Linked DNA regions of Mus musculus: regions 2, 3 and 4 are each linked to region 1. The links are chromatin contacts, called in public ChIA-PET and HiChIP or PLAC-seq maps. All regions are on one chromosome and are shown on one strand. Each heading gives the region's core, a stretch centred on a gene start, on an enhancer-like site or on the middle of the called end of the contact. The rest is flanking DNA. Distances are from core to core; before and after follow the strand shown. Region 1 has its middle 7.4 kb from the start of Gm38926. Region 2 overlaps Rassf8 (Ras association (RalGDS/AF-6) domain family (N-terminal) member 8). Region 3 has its middle 4.8 kb from the start of Gm32124. Region 4 overlaps Bcat1 (branched chain aminotransferase 1, cytosolic).

The links. ChIA-PET counts read pairs in DNA pulled down with a chosen protein or histone mark. HiChIP or PLAC-seq counts read pairs in DNA pulled down with a chosen protein or histone mark.
Region 2: a FOXA1 HiChIP or PLAC-seq map of pancreatic cancer cells shows a contact between it and region 1. The contact joins two enhancer-like sites. A contact is called at or near these places in 2 of 15 datasets of contacts at CTCF or cohesin (the NIH/3T3 cell line and pro-B cells), 43 of 484 Hi-C or Micro-C datasets (the AML12 cell line, the C2C12 cell line, CD4 T cells and 33 more) and 16 of 115 datasets of contacts at active chromatin or transcription factors (the NIH/3T3 cell line, the SCID.adh cell line, bone marrow-derived macrophages and 13 more).
Region 3: a contact with region 1 is called in an RNA polymerase II ChIA-PET map of memory CD8 T cells, with 25 read pairs. The contact joins two enhancer-like sites. A contact is called at or near these places in 2 of 484 Hi-C or Micro-C datasets (CD4 T cells and CD8 T cells), 2 of 115 datasets of contacts at active chromatin or transcription factors (effector CD8 T cells and memory CD8 T cells) and 1 of 9 other capture datasets (embryonic stem cells).
Region 4: an H3K4me3 HiChIP or PLAC-seq map of stem cell-derived neural progenitor cells shows a contact between it and region 1, with 2.8 times the contacts expected there. The contact joins two enhancer-like sites. A contact is called at or near these places in 1 of 15 datasets of contacts at CTCF or cohesin (large pre-B cells), 5 of 484 Hi-C or Micro-C datasets (B cells, cerebral cortex, granulosa cells and 2 more), 11 of 115 datasets of contacts at active chromatin or transcription factors (bone marrow-derived macrophages, embryonic hindbrain, embryonic stem cells and 4 more) and 1 of 9 other capture datasets (pancreatic islet).

The regions. Positions count from the first base shown.
Region 1 is chr6:145,339,266-145,342,686 of GRCm38.p6, reverse strand. No RefSeq gene overlaps it. Among named protein-coding and RNA genes, the nearest start is that of Gm38926, 7.4 kb to the left of the region's middle. Within about 2 kb of position 1,831, at least 422 of the 459 cell types and tissues checked have an H3K27ac peak or open chromatin away from gene starts, as enhancers often do. A contact at or near this core is called in CD8 T cells, bone marrow-derived macrophages, brown adipocytes and 9 more, where this site is marked.
Region 2 is chr6:145,791,565-145,794,985 of GRCm38.p6, reverse strand. The region is part of intron 1 of Rassf8 (Ras association (RalGDS/AF-6) domain family (N-terminal) member 8); the gene reads right to left. Among named protein-coding and RNA genes, the nearest start is that of Gm15704, 45 kb to the right of the region's middle. Within about 2 kb of position 1,520, at least 58 of the 459 cell types and tissues checked have an H3K27ac peak or open chromatin away from gene starts, as enhancers often do. A contact at or near this core is called in bone marrow-derived macrophages, brown adipocytes, embryonic fibroblasts and 3 more, where this site is marked.
Region 3 is chr6:144,900,907-144,904,327 of GRCm38.p6, reverse strand. No RefSeq gene overlaps it. Among named protein-coding and RNA genes, the nearest start is that of Gm32124, 4.8 kb to the right of the region's middle. Within about 2 kb of position 1,522, at least 178 of the 459 cell types and tissues checked have an H3K27ac peak or open chromatin away from gene starts, as enhancers often do. A contact at or near this core is called in CD8 T cells, effector CD8 T cells and memory CD8 T cells, where this site is marked.
Region 4 is chr6:145,039,489-145,042,909 of GRCm38.p6, reverse strand. Bcat1 (branched chain aminotransferase 1, cytosolic) reads left to right here. Exons shown (of 11, transcript NM_007532.5): 3 at 3,275-3,421. Among named protein-coding and RNA genes, the nearest start is that of Gm26666, 6.4 kb to the left of the region's middle. Within about 2 kb of position 1,924, at least 26 of the 459 cell types and tissues checked have an H3K27ac peak or open chromatin away from gene starts, as enhancers often do. A contact at or near this core is called in cerebral cortex, rod photoreceptor and stem cell-derived neural progenitor cells, where this site is marked.

The sequences.
Region 1 (3,421 bases), core at 582-3,081:
GTAGATGGCTAGATTTCCAGCATGGCATGCTTCCCTCTTGTTAAAGCAGGGCTTTCTGGGCATTTTAAAGCCTTCGTATTTACTAGGCACGCAAAGAGGTAACAATGAAGCCTGACGTACATAGTGCTTTCAGATCAGTCAGATCAGTTACACAGAGATGGCTTAGCAACTGAATGCTTGCTGCTATTCCAGAAGATCCCAGTTCAGTTTCCAGCACCCACTGTAGGAGAGATGAAAGAAGCCATCCCTTTTCTGACCTCTGTGGACACAGCACACAGGTGACAGACATTCACATGGAAGCATGTAACTAAAACTAAAACTAAAATCTTCTTTTTTAAAAATTCCTCCACAATACTAAAACTATCGGAAGGTGTCTATGATGCAAATATTCTATATATACATAGTTAATGATGTTTGCACAACACATCTGTCTCTTGCTTTAATTTAATCAGGGTTAGTTATAAGGTTTTTAAAAATGGCTTTTATTGGCATGTGTGGGTTAAAAACATAAAGCAACATTCACAATTGTATGATTTCATTTACTTGAGAGTAACCAAAAAAATGGCATCTGTGATTTCACCTAACAGCATCCTGAAGCTCTGGCAGCTCGCCCTGAGAGTCCTGATACCAGCCTGCCCCATCTTTGTCTATGGGTATCTGTGATGGTGAAGCATTTGCCAGCAGAGGGAGCTCTTTTGCTAGAATCCAAAGCGCTTACTTGTCTCTCTGTCTCTGTCTCTCTCTCTTAGGAAAAAAAAAAAAAAACTGCAAACTACGAAGCAGTCCGCTTTGAGGCATTGTCTTCACTGTTACATGAAGTCGCTGAATGAGCTCTGGGTTATTTAGGACTACACAGATGTCACGGGAGAACGTCGATTAATATAATTTAGTAAGATGTTTGTGGCTTGTGCTTTTTGTCTGACTACTTCGCACAACCTGACAGACCCTCCTGGATGTGCCGCGCCTGCTTTCAGGACCTGGCTTTTTAACCCCCGGCTGGAGGGAGACACTGTTTTTTGCTTTTTAAATTCGGCTTGGGTGTTTGTTTGCAAATAGGATCTCACTACGTGGCTTTCAATCCTCCTGCCTCAGCTCCACCGCACCCGGATGCAGTTTAAATTTGGTTCTAAACCGGGAGACATCGTAAGTCCTGCATCTCCGAGCCCTGCTGGCTTTCTTCTCCAGCTCGCTGCGTCTTACAGCGACCACAGCACGCAGTCTGTTTTGAGCATCGGAGTGGCCAGTCATCTCACAGAACCGTGGCGGGTCAGCTCTCACGTGGTTTAAATTTAGCCGCTAGGAGCCACCCGCAGCATCTGCTCCCGGGTCTCCTTGAAAACTTTTCGTAGAAAGCAAAAAGATCCAGTGTCAATCGGCGGGCAGAGCTGATGTTCCCTGAAGGCGAAGGACGTCCTACTGGACCACCACCTGCCCCATTTTATTTCATTAAAAATATATGCATGTGTATATATGTGTATGTATGTATATGTATATATATGTGTGTGTGTATACACACACACATACATATGTGTATGTGTGTATATATATTCATATATATGTATATATGTATAGTTTTCTCTCCACATTTTTACATAGCCCAGGCCAGCCTGGAACTCAAGGCAATCCTCCTGTCTCAGCCTCTGCGAGGCAGGGATGACGGACACATGCCAACCCACCCCGCCCTACTTCAGACCTGGCGGTCGGCAGGTCCGGCGACTCCGCCCACTGTCTTGCCGGGGAGGGGCAGGCGCGCTCCCGTCCAGGTCGCGGCACGGTTGTGTCAGCCCCTATGCAAATGAGATACCCAGAGCGGCCAATCGGAAGCCGGCGGGGCGGTGACGTGCTCTCAGAGCCCGGTGGTATTTATAGCTCGTATTTAAAGAGCCCTGGGGAGTCTCCCGCTCGCTGGGCGGCGGCGCGGAGCTGCGCGGTGGCGGGTGTCGAGGGGGGGAGGGGGCTGGGCCCGGACGGAGAGTGCAGAGTGCAATGGTCTCGCCCCGCTCCTAATGGTCCTTGCCTGGGCTCCTGGACAGAGGGAGAGCTCTGTCACTTGAACAATTAATGTTTCTTCCTTTCCCTTTTCTTCCTTCCTTCCTTTCTCTTTTTTTTAGCTCTTTGGACAGAATCTAACTCTAACCTAAGCTGAACTGTAGACCACTGTATAACACAAGCTGGTCTGTCCACGAACTCTCAGCGAAACTCCTGCCTCAAGTCTGAGTTTGCAGACCGATGTTGCAGTCGTGCACCATCGCGCCCAGCTTGACTATACATACGAATTTACACATATATATGTATATTATATACTTTAAATCATTTTTTAAGCTAGGGATTTGGACTCTCAAGCAAGAGCAGAAGATTCACTCCGACCCCACCCCAAGCCTCAGTCGGAGTCACCACCAGTAGTGGGGTTTCCTGGTACTTGCTGCTTGGAAGCCGTCTTCCTGGAGGGGGGGGGAGGGGAAGACAATACGAGCTGGAAAGCCAAGAGTCGTGGGATTAGGGGGCGGGGCAGTTGGCTAGGTGACAGTGTGATCATGGAAAATAAGATGCAAGATAGTGGCGGTGATCATCCCGTTTCAGTCGACTGATCGCCAGACTCTGCAGTGCGAAAGCAGGAAGCGCATGACATCAGAGGACGGAGGAGCCCTGAATAGGACCCGGTGTCTGCAAAGCTGGCTGGCTTCCTCTCTCCTCCTCCCCTATACCTCTATCTTATAGCAGAATTTGGTCTTGACGGTGAGCTCAGGCACTGGGTGCTGCCCTAGGGAGACACTGACCAAGTTTAGTATGCCTGGGTGCCTGTTCACCTGAGTGTATAATGACACAGACCTCAGATTCGTTTAAGGACAATCAGGCTGTTAGATGGGTTTGTAGAAAGGAGCTAACCTAAAGTGCTATGATTACCACCCTAACCTAACGAACAGATGGCGAATGGGGAGACCCTCACTAGTATGCAGGACACAAAGGCTTCTCAGCTACCTCCACAAATACAGTTCTCAGTAAGCCAAGATTGGGTTGTTACCCACCAAAGGGTCTGGGGTGTGCCTGGTCCCTTCTTGTTTTTTTGTTTGTTTGACTGTCTGTCTGTTTGGTTTTTGTTGTTGTTGTTGTTATTGTTCTTCCTTAGAAAGGTGTGCTTGACATAGATCTCTACAGACCAGGCTGACCTGAAGCTGTGTAGCCCAGGTTGGTCTCACACTCGGAGCAGATCCAGTGCAGGATTTAACGTTGCTGTGCACAAAGCCAAGGATGAAATGAAGCTGGATACGTTCGTTCGTTTGTCTGACTTCTGGGAAATCTGTGCTGTTGCCTCCCCTGCTTGGGGATGGCTCCCCGGCAATTGCAAGGTTCTCCCACCTTAGCTGGACTGGCTCTACACTCAGTCCCTATGACAGCCAGCAAGGCTGAAACAAAGGCAGTT
Region 2 (3,421 bases), core at 271-2,770, 450 kb before region 1:
AAGGGTACTTGCTGCTCTTCAGAGAATCCTTTGGTTCCCAGCACCCATGCGCTGTGTCTCACACTGCCTCTAACTCCAGTAGCAGAAGACTGGCGCCCCTTCTGGCGGCACTGGAAACTGCAGTCTCTCTCTTTAGGTTACAAAAGGGCACTGAAATACTGTATTTCTACAAAACACTATTAAAATACTGAAAACACACTTAGGAAGTTACTATGTCTTAGGTATCAGAGGAGTGGCTAATGGTCCAGTAACATAGTAAGTATGTCCTGGCATCTGGGATGACCACCTTTTTGTGGTATTATGGGTTGTATTTTATAATACACAGCTGATCCTGATAACCACCCATGCTTCATGAGGAGGAAATGCATTCTTGAGGTTTTGTTCCAGGCTCAACTCCAGAGCTACTTACCTACTGGAACTGAATTTTAGAGAAAATTCAAATTCAGAATCACCACTAGCTTTTAAAAGAAATATTTCTCACTCAAATGATGCTTTTCTATTGCAAGCAGCTACCATGGGAGTTTCTGTTTCTCAATGACAGCCTGGAATTTTGCGATGGGGTCAGTACTGTTCCATGAGAGTTGCAGTCTGCACAGACAATCTGTGTGTGAAAAACACCCAATGCTGTATCTTACCTAGACAGGTAAATTTTAAAAGCCAGTTCCTGAACCCTGCTAGAGCTTTCTTAAAACAGAAATAAAGTGTAAGCATGTGGGCCCTGAGTCCCCCTCTAGGACTGTGAAATGGAAACAATGTGGATATATATTTCCACAGAAATGTCTTAGACCCCATGGCTTTTAATCAAAGATGTTTTTCTCATCTTTTGAATAAGACAATCTTTTAATCACAGGGAAAAACTAAGAATGATTTTAACATTAAGTATAAACCACCCATACCACTGACCTTCATTCTCACAAAAGGATGAGCCATTCACACATTCTATAGGATAATCTGTAACCCACAGGCAATGCTGCCCTTTACTTTGTTGCTACTTGAATTTATTTTCATCTCTGTTTTCAGCAGTCTGGGCCTCCTTGTAAGTTACTAACACCGCTCATTTAAAAAGTGAGCCACAAGAAATTAGACATTGAAAGACTGATGTGAGCCCACAACTGCCAGACAACCAGGCTGCATTAATGGCACACCAACCAAGCTGAGGATGCCGCCCGGTACCTGCCAGACAGCTGGGGCAGACAGGCTGCAGCTAGAGTATGAATCAGACAGTGTAGCTCTCTAGTCAACAGGTAAAACAAACAAACCAACAAACATGTTAAGTTATTGAGGTTTAAGGATTTATCACTAAACAGGAGTGCCAGCTGAATACTACCTGGGGTCTGGAGTTAAGGCTGACTATGCATGCAGGGCATGTGTGGTAGTAACAAGAGATACAGCCGGTAAACATGTAGCCAGAGACATTCACGGATGTGGAATGTGTGCCTGACACAGTCTGAAGTGAGGGGACATTAAGCAGAGGTGACCTGAGCTTTTTTGTTACTTTGGGGCTTATGGTTTTAGCCACCAGAGGTCACTCTTCCCTATTAGAAAGATGCAAGACAACACTGGCAAGGCTCTCCCAGCCGCTGGTTAGAGGAATGAAAGATGTGAGGGTAGATCTCCCCACCCCTTACCGCAGGCAGCAGAGAGCAGAAGACAGGAACCAGCACCAGAGACTAACAGACTTAAGTCCATCACTGAGGGCAGAGGAGAGGCTGTGGAATACTTTCCTGGCAATAGAGATCTGTGGAATAGCTGCCAAGCTAGTAAGATGTAAGGCAGAGTTGGAAGGGCTATCCAGAGTTCTTACTGTATAAATATGGCCACTCCCAGGCATTCCTCAGCTAAAGACTGCAGTGATGTTTAATATTGCTTCATAGAAGTGTAAAGTAGCCAGGGCTGCTTCAGGGCTCCACATATATGAAACCAAATAGAAGGAAGAGCCTGCACTGGTGGGCACTGGTGGGCACTGGTGGGCACTGGTGGGCACTGGTGGTGTGATTCAGAGCACAGGAGTGTGGGATGTAAGCTGAGACAATTCACATTTCTGAAAGCAGCCTGAGTTGAATAGCTAAACCCCATCTCAAAACCAAACCAAAGCAAAACAAAAGCCAGCTTAGTCTATCACTGCGCCTTCAGCCAAATATCCCACCCATCTTACGAAGGGTGAGACAAGTCTACTGCACTGTTTCAGGGGAGGCCTAGATCTGGCTGCAAGCAGGAAGCTCAAGGACGATCTACAGTGCTTCTCGATGACAAGGAACAATTCAGGAAAGACGCCTTGGTTAGCAAGGGGTTTAACCCTGACAACAGTTCCTTGTTTCACCACAAAAACATAAAGAAGGAGTGTGATAGAGAGCGAGCCGTTTCTTCATGAAGCCCTGTTTGGAGTATTGTATCCGGGACATTGACAAGGGTATTGCACATCAGTGTAACCTTGGATTCCTAAAACAACTTCCTCTACTGCAAAAGTAAAGTATGTTCACTGAAAACATCCAGAAAGTAGGAGAGGCTTTGAGGAAATAAAATCATTGCTGACTTGGGGAATGGAGCAGAGTGCAGCACGAACACTTTAAACACACAATTCCCATTGACAGTTCTGCCTCATAATTTATCTCCATCTCTCCTCAGATAACACAGCTGACAGTGTCACCAAGAACTGTGTGCTGCAGGCTGTGCCTCCTGTGTGCCCTTCCCTCACGTTTCCTGAAGTATCTTCCTCTTGGGATGACCCCACAGCATCAATGTTCTGGCCTCTCCTCTGTGCTCTCCTGTCCTGACTGCTCATCCCTCCTCCTATGCCTTCTCCCATCTGTCTGGTCCTCCCCAGCCTCCACTTGAGGATGCTCCCTCAAGGGTTAAGCATGTCTACAGAATCGCCAGGTCTACTTGCCTCTGTCCTTCCTTCTGGTGGCTTCCACTACTAGGGATGTGGTCGCTGATAGGGATGTGGCTGATAAACCTTAATTGATGTACAATAGGTCCTTGATAAAAGTTAGATTTATACTAATGATTAATGGCTTATAAATCTGATTTCCAGGAAGTTCTCTGCTCCAAGGCCGTCAGAACCCTCAGCAGCAGCCTCTTATCTGTGAAGGTCTGAACTCCTAACTGGCAAGTTAGTCATTTAAGTGGGCTTAAGCTGTGAATCCTAAAAACATAACCGATGTTTGTTCGTGTCCCAGGATCCTCCTCGGGGGCCTGCAGCCCTTCAGTCTTTCTTGCTTAAAGTGTAGCGCAGTGAATTGTCCGCATTATCTAGTTTGTTCCTCAGGTTCACTAACATTTCATTTAATCAGCATAAGTTGATTGTGTAACAATTACCACAATCAGTTTGGGACTGTCCTCATTCCCTGGTCCCCAAAGCCTCAAACCTATGAGTGCCCTCTTGCCACTTGCCATGACAGCCCTAGACGAGGCTTTGCGA
Region 3 (3,421 bases), core at 273-2,772, 440 kb after region 1:
GGATCAGGAGGCCTCCGTTGCTTCTGCAGGCATCGAGGGGGGAATACTCTTTCTGCTCCTTTCTAGCTTGCTGGCTCAGGGCTCCTTCTTCCTTTGTTTTACAAAGCACACCACTCCAGTCTCCAGTCCCCTGTCCCTTCTCTGTGTTCTGACCCTCCTGCATCCATCCCTCTTCCACAGAGGATCTTCCGAGCTAAGGCAGCACAGTCTCCCCATCTCTTTAAACTTAATTCCACCTGCACATTCTCTAATGAGGGGGAACTTTTGCTAACTTCTGAAGGTGTCAGCCTCCCTGAAGGTCATTAATCTAAGAAATTGCTCTCAGGGAATTTTTAAGGATAATTACTGGAACCCACAGACATGAACAGCATGGGAGGGTGGGTGTGGACCCTTTGACTTCTGGGCTGTAGCTTTTCATTAAAAGAATTTTTTTTTTTGGAGTAGAAATGTTTGAAAAGCATTATCACGCTCATATTTACAGTATAGAAAGACCACAGAAAGTCCTACAACCTTCCCTAGGAAGGTTATAAAGGGCACGGATACATGGAAATTGACTTTTTGTTTTTTTAAAGCAATGTCTGTTTGGATGCATGGGTAGAGCACGGATGTTCATTTCCACCCCCTCCCCCTGTTCCCTTCTACCTTATTGCCTACTCAGTTCCCAGAAATCCTTAATTTGCTTTGTGCAGGACTTAAACTCTATCAGATGTCTTCTCCATATGAATTTATGCTGCAACCACTCTGTCCAAGTGACAAGATTAAGTGACAAGACATTTGCTCGACAGTGCTTCTCAGAGTGCAGACAATGACTTGATTAAGGAGTGCGTTATGTATGCTTTGGATGTGACTGTGCCCCCAGGCCCGGGCATCTGAACACCCGTTCCCAGCTGGTGGTCCTGTGGGGGGAGATACGGAGCCTTCAGGAGACGAAGCTTCTCTGGAGGAAGTGGGTTGCTTTTGGGGCGGACCTCGAGGTTTGTGACCTGACCCCACTTCCTGCCTGCTGGTGTGTGGAGAGGTGAAGACTCTCAGCCGTACCCTCTGCTCCCCCAGCAGTGAATTCCTCGCCTTTCCCTCTGTACCCTTTCAAACCATGAGCCCCAAAGAGCCATTCCTCCTTTTAAGTAGCCTGTTTGCCAGAGTGATAAGAACTGGTCCAGAAGACATTCAGGAACAGCTAAAGCATTTTAAAGAGAATACAGGCTGCAGGAGGCTCTGTACAACTAAGAATCAGATTCCGGACACGCTCTGTGTTGGCTCTCACTCTACAGACACAACGAGTGTATTGTTAGCAGCCCTGCAGCTGCTTTGTCAGGTACCTGGGCTGGGACAGAACAGTGGGCTTGAAGGCACTGACTCCGCAATCAAAGTGAGGGAAGAGGTCCCGAGGTCTGAGGAACACCCAAGGGACAAGAGAGAGGATGGACATCTCTTTGGCAGCTTGGTGTCTACTCTGCACACTGAAACCATCCCAGGTCTGACTCAACAAAGTACCAGCACGGAGTCATCCGACCACTTCCTGGGTTTTCCCCCTCAAAGCTTTCACACCCAGCGTTGGCCTGCACTCCACCCTGCCAGAGGATGAGCTCAGCAGGCTGCGCAGGCGCGAAGGCCTGACAGACTGCTATGTAATGGTCCCCGGGGGCACCGGGCTTCCATCCCTGGAGGCAGGAGATGGAAGAGGGTTTGAACAACAGCAATTAGCTGGGGATTTTCTCCGTGTCTTGGTGAGAAACATCTGACCTCGAAACAAGTCTTTCTTTGGTGAAGAAGGGCGGTGTGTGCCTTACAGGAAACTCAAACATGACTTCAGAACATTACACACTGGATTAGGCAGAAGGGCACATGTGTGGCACCAGGGGGTGGGGTGGGGGGAGCTCGCCTCTGATTTTTAGAGCAGAAATACAACCGGAGCTTGAGTGAGGTTGTCAGCGGGGAAGCTTAGGCATGCTCCAGTCTGAGGGTCTTAGGCACTCACCGTTGGCAGATCACCGCGCCAGCCCTTCCTCCCCACCCCTTATTTCCTTCTTCTGCCAGCTTGCGCTCTCTGTTCTTCCCTATTTAAATATTTCTTCCTACTCAGAGCCCTGTAAGCACTTCATCACCAAAGTCTTTGATCTAGGAACAATAGCAGCCGTTTGAACAGCAGAAGAGAAACACTTGTTACATAATTTTACTTTCTCTCCAGACTTTGAACATATATCACCAAGTCAGGAAAACCTAGAGTGAAAGTTTCCAGGGCCGACCACACTCCAACCACACCCCGCCCAAGGCCCGACCACACCCTGATCAAGGCCCACCACGACTGACCACGCCCCAAACACGCCCCAACCTCCCCTGGCCTGCCTGCCTTTACATAGTGTTTTTATTTCTCACTCAGTTTGGTCACACTTTTCTGAGGCTAATTATGCACCGGCCTTGCAATCTTTACAAGATTTGCACATGACAAATTCTGATTTGCTTGTTACGCAGGGAAGGCAATCTTCAAGATGAAGCTTCATAAATAACCAAAAGGAAGACTTTTACACTCAACAGTAAAGCTAATTTATACTCACGAAAATTTTTTTTCTCCCACCATGCATTATACAGTGTCAGGCATAATATTTTAATCCCTACACTTTAGCACACATTTCAGCCTTCCTGGCTTTGATTGACCTATGGCGTCTCACTGCATCTTCATGGATTGTGGGACACAGAGGGCGGCAGCATATTATGGGCTGGAATGTGTTATTTTTCCACCTCTAAGTCTCCCTCACTTTCTTACATGGACACACACACACACACACACACACACACACACACACATACACAGATGATTATATTTAATGGTTTCCAAACTAAAATGACATCCCAGTCTCTTCTCTTACCTACCTGCTCTCCATTGGTTGTGCAAGCCTAAGTCCACCTATCAAAAGCAGCTCCAACAGTGTTTACCCAGCGAGTGGTGCACACCAACAATCTAAATATAGACACCATCTTTCCAAGTCCGCACCATGAAGCACTTTCAGTGACCCACCAGGTAAAGATGTGTCCCCACCAACAAGGTGCGAAGAGATCTGGTCTCTAGAAATTAGCACTGCTAATTAGCACATGACCTTAGGAGACAACATGACCTTCAGCAGAATATTATCTGTCTTGTTTCTTAGATTATGAAGAGAAAGGATAGGGAAGTGCTTGGAAGCCAGTGTGGATACTTAGATCTCTCACGTAGGCAACTTGAAAGGCCAACTGTGTCCATGGTTGAAAAACATTTCTTTGAGCTGTTTTCTTGTTTTGAGTCAGATCTTAATGAAGCTCGGGCTGGCCTCAAACTCACTATATGGGGTTTTTTTTTTTTTTTGGTTTTTCGAGACAGGGTTTCTCTGTGCAGCCCTGGCTGTCCTGGAACTCACTTTGTAGACCAGCTGGCCTTGAACTCAGA
Region 4 (3,421 bases), core at 675-3,174, 300 kb after region 1:
TTCAACTACTAAACTGCCAGGAAATCCAGGACAGTCTCACCTCTGCAGGCCAGGCATCCCTGCTCCCTCCCCGCAGGCAGGTGCCTGCAAAGAGCAATAAAGAGGCTTCCTGAGTTTATGGCCTACTACTTCCTGGGAAGGAGATGGCAAAGGCTGTGGTCTCAGCAAAATAGCCAGAGGCCTTAGAGAGTTAGTATATAGGGGCATAGCCGGCTATCCTGGTCCATAACTTGCCTAGCTTTCCCAACTGCAATAGCTGTAGACCTCTGACCTTTCACCCCTGCTCTCTCCTTCCTCTTCTTCCTGCAGCAGGGGTCTTTGCTATGTCCTACTTTGTCCATCTGCCTGAAATACATTACTCCTAGGTCTGTAGACATCCTGCTTGCTCCCTGCGTTCAGGTGTGCTCAGACACACGAGGCAGGCCTCTGCAAAGCCAAGACCAAAGTCCCCTTCCCTGCCTCTTCTTCCGAGTTCCTTTAATTCTTCAGAGCATTAATCACCTTGATCTAGTTTCCTCGTTATTTCTTTATCTCCCCTTTGCTTGCAGAGCAAGGATGGGTGTTTCTAATGATCCATGGCATTAAAGATACAGAGTAGCTCAAAAATACTAGGTGGGAGGTTTGGATAATCCATTGTGGATAACCCATGCCAACTTGGGTAACTGTCCTTGGCTGGCAGTCACAGTCCAGGAAGCAAGGCAGTCTCTGTATATTCTGTACACTCTCTGAGCCTCAGTGCCTCTGTGATTAAAGCTTAAATAAAATTAAAAATGCTAAGAATAATTACAAAAGAATGCTGATATTGAGTAACGAGGAAAAGCGGGCACCCTCAATATTGATGAGACAGAGCCCGAGTTCACTTTCAAATTATCCTAATTCAGATGGCGAGTGAAGAGTAACAACAAGGCTCAGGTGTTTGTTTTTGTTTTTAAGCTTGAAGACAGTTATATTAAAGTTCAAGAGAGAAGTAGTAGGGTGGGCAAGCTGTAAATTTTGGCAGCTGCCTGGAGGAGAGAGAGGGGTAAGGAGAGGAGAGAAGAAAGCCCTGCTGTTTACTGTCTGTCTGTCCATTCCATGTCAGGAAGTAGTAGTGCAGAGCCTGGGAATGCAGTGAAGTGAGGGTGGTGTGCAGTCAGCCAGAGTGAGTGAAGCTGGGGCTGGATGAGAAATTTCGCCAGATCTTTTGAAGAGCCATGCACATTATTGATGATGTTGTTTAGAAAGAAAATCAGGGCCATGGATGACCTAATGGGTAAAAGTGATTGCCGTGTAAACCTGATGACACGCGCATCTTTGATCCCTGGTGCCTGTGGTGGAAGGAAAGAACCAAATCCCAGAAGTTGTCCTCTGAGCTCCCCAGGGCTGCGGACTATGCCCGCATTCATGCGTACCATGTGTATGTACATACAACAATAAATGAAAGTCTAGAAAGCCGATGTCTGCTGGCTTCTCCGTGTTTAAGATATGTCTAGAATTCAGTCTCACCGTTCAGCTCACACTGACCATCTAACAGACACACCTGTTCTGCGTCTTCCTAAACGTTGCTAATTATCTTATTGTCGGGAACTGTGGGTGGGGGCTGGGGATGTAGCACAGCTGACAGAGTGCTTGGCTAGTGTGCGCCACTCAGAGACTTAGTATTGGAGAGTTTTAAGCCAGCCTGAGTGACAAGAGACTCTGCCGGACTCCCCCTGTCCCCAATACCACCAAAAGCTTTCTTCTTCACAGTTTCTTTTTAATATTGTACTTTACTTATTGTTGTTGTTGTTCTCTAGCTGTTCCCAAGTTAAGGATCAGAACCGAGGTGACTTGGGTTTGTGACAACGGCCGAGCTGGCTTTGTGGAGAACAGCTGAGTGCAGTTGTTTCCTATCTTCCTGTTTTTGTGCGGCTGAATAGGAGGGCTTTTGTTTACTGTCTGTCTCCTCCTAGGACAGGGTTTGCATCTGCGGCTCTATTCTCTCTCTGCCTGTCTGTCTTCAAAGAGGAGAGCACTTCTTTGCTGTCTGTGCCCATCTGTGAGCCTCCGTATCTGGAGGAGCTGGGGACATGTGATTGGAATGCTCTGGGGAGGTGGAGGCAGCCATAGCGGGCAGTGGCTGGGTCCTTAAAGATCCTCCCTGCTTCTGTGAGCACTGCTGTGTGCCCTGAAGGATGCTCCCTGCTACTGTGAGCAATGCTGTGTGTCTTCTGGGAGTGCTTCTCTGGGGTCTGGTGAGAATCGGGAATCATTTCACCACATCTCCCACACCCCTAAAGTTTGCTTCTCATGGCACTACAACCGAAGCCATTGCAGGGATTTGTTTGTGACTTAGCCTTGCTGTGTAGCCTTGGCTGGCCTGGCACTCACTTTGTTGCCTAGGCTGGCCTCACATTTGTGTCTCTTCTTCTACTTCAGCCTCCTGAGTGCCAGGATGACGGGCGTATACCACCGTATTATTGCAGGAATTATTGAGTTTTATAAAAAAAAAATGTATTTCTAAATTCGTTTGATTTTTCTGAAATAAAAGTGTGTTTTTGTCTTTACGTATGTGTGTGCATACATCATGTGCGTGCTTGGTGCATGTGAAGGTCAGAAAGACAGCATCCGATCCCCACGAACTTTGTATTTAAGAATGGTTATGAACCACCATGGGGAAGCTGGGAATTGAACTTGGGTCCTCCGTGAGAGCAACAAATGCTCTTTTCCACTGAGCTGTCTCTCCGGCTCTAAGGTTATTATTATTATTTTGCATTGTTAATGGCAGTTATTTATTGCTTGTGGGGTGCTGGGGAGGGAGGTGCATGTACAGTGCTTGGGTGTAGCTCAGAGGACAACTTGTGGAGTCTTGGTTTTCCCCTTTCACCATGTAGGTCCTAGGATCAAGCTCAGGTTTGCTGGTTTGGTGGCAAGTGTCTTTACTTGCTTTGTCACCTTGTCAGGCCCTGTTGCAGAGATTTTGAACAATTGACTGAACTCTGAGCACAGGTTTGGTCTATTTGGTTCTCAGTGTTAACGGTATGATATTGGGGTTGTTATTTGAGACTTGATTGGGTCAGTTTTTTTAGACAAGGTTGGAACTTCTGAATCTCCTGCCTCCACAGTCTTTCAGTGGTCAAACCCGGGGCTTCTGCAAGCACCCCACCAACTGCAGCGAGTCCTCAGACACCCCCAGTGTTAAATTCTGTGCTGGGTGTGGTCGTGTCATCACCAAGGAATGGTGTTCACATTGGACCTTTGGACCATCTAGCCCATGCAGTGTGGGCTCCAGGCACTTTCCCTTTCTCCTCTACAGGCCAAAGATCTCATCATCACACCAGCCACTGTCTTAAAAGAGAAGCCGGACCCGGATTCGCTGGTCTTTGGAGCTACGTTTACTGACCACATGCTGACGGTGGAGTGGTCCTCTGCGTCTGGATGGGAGAAACCTCACATTAAGCCT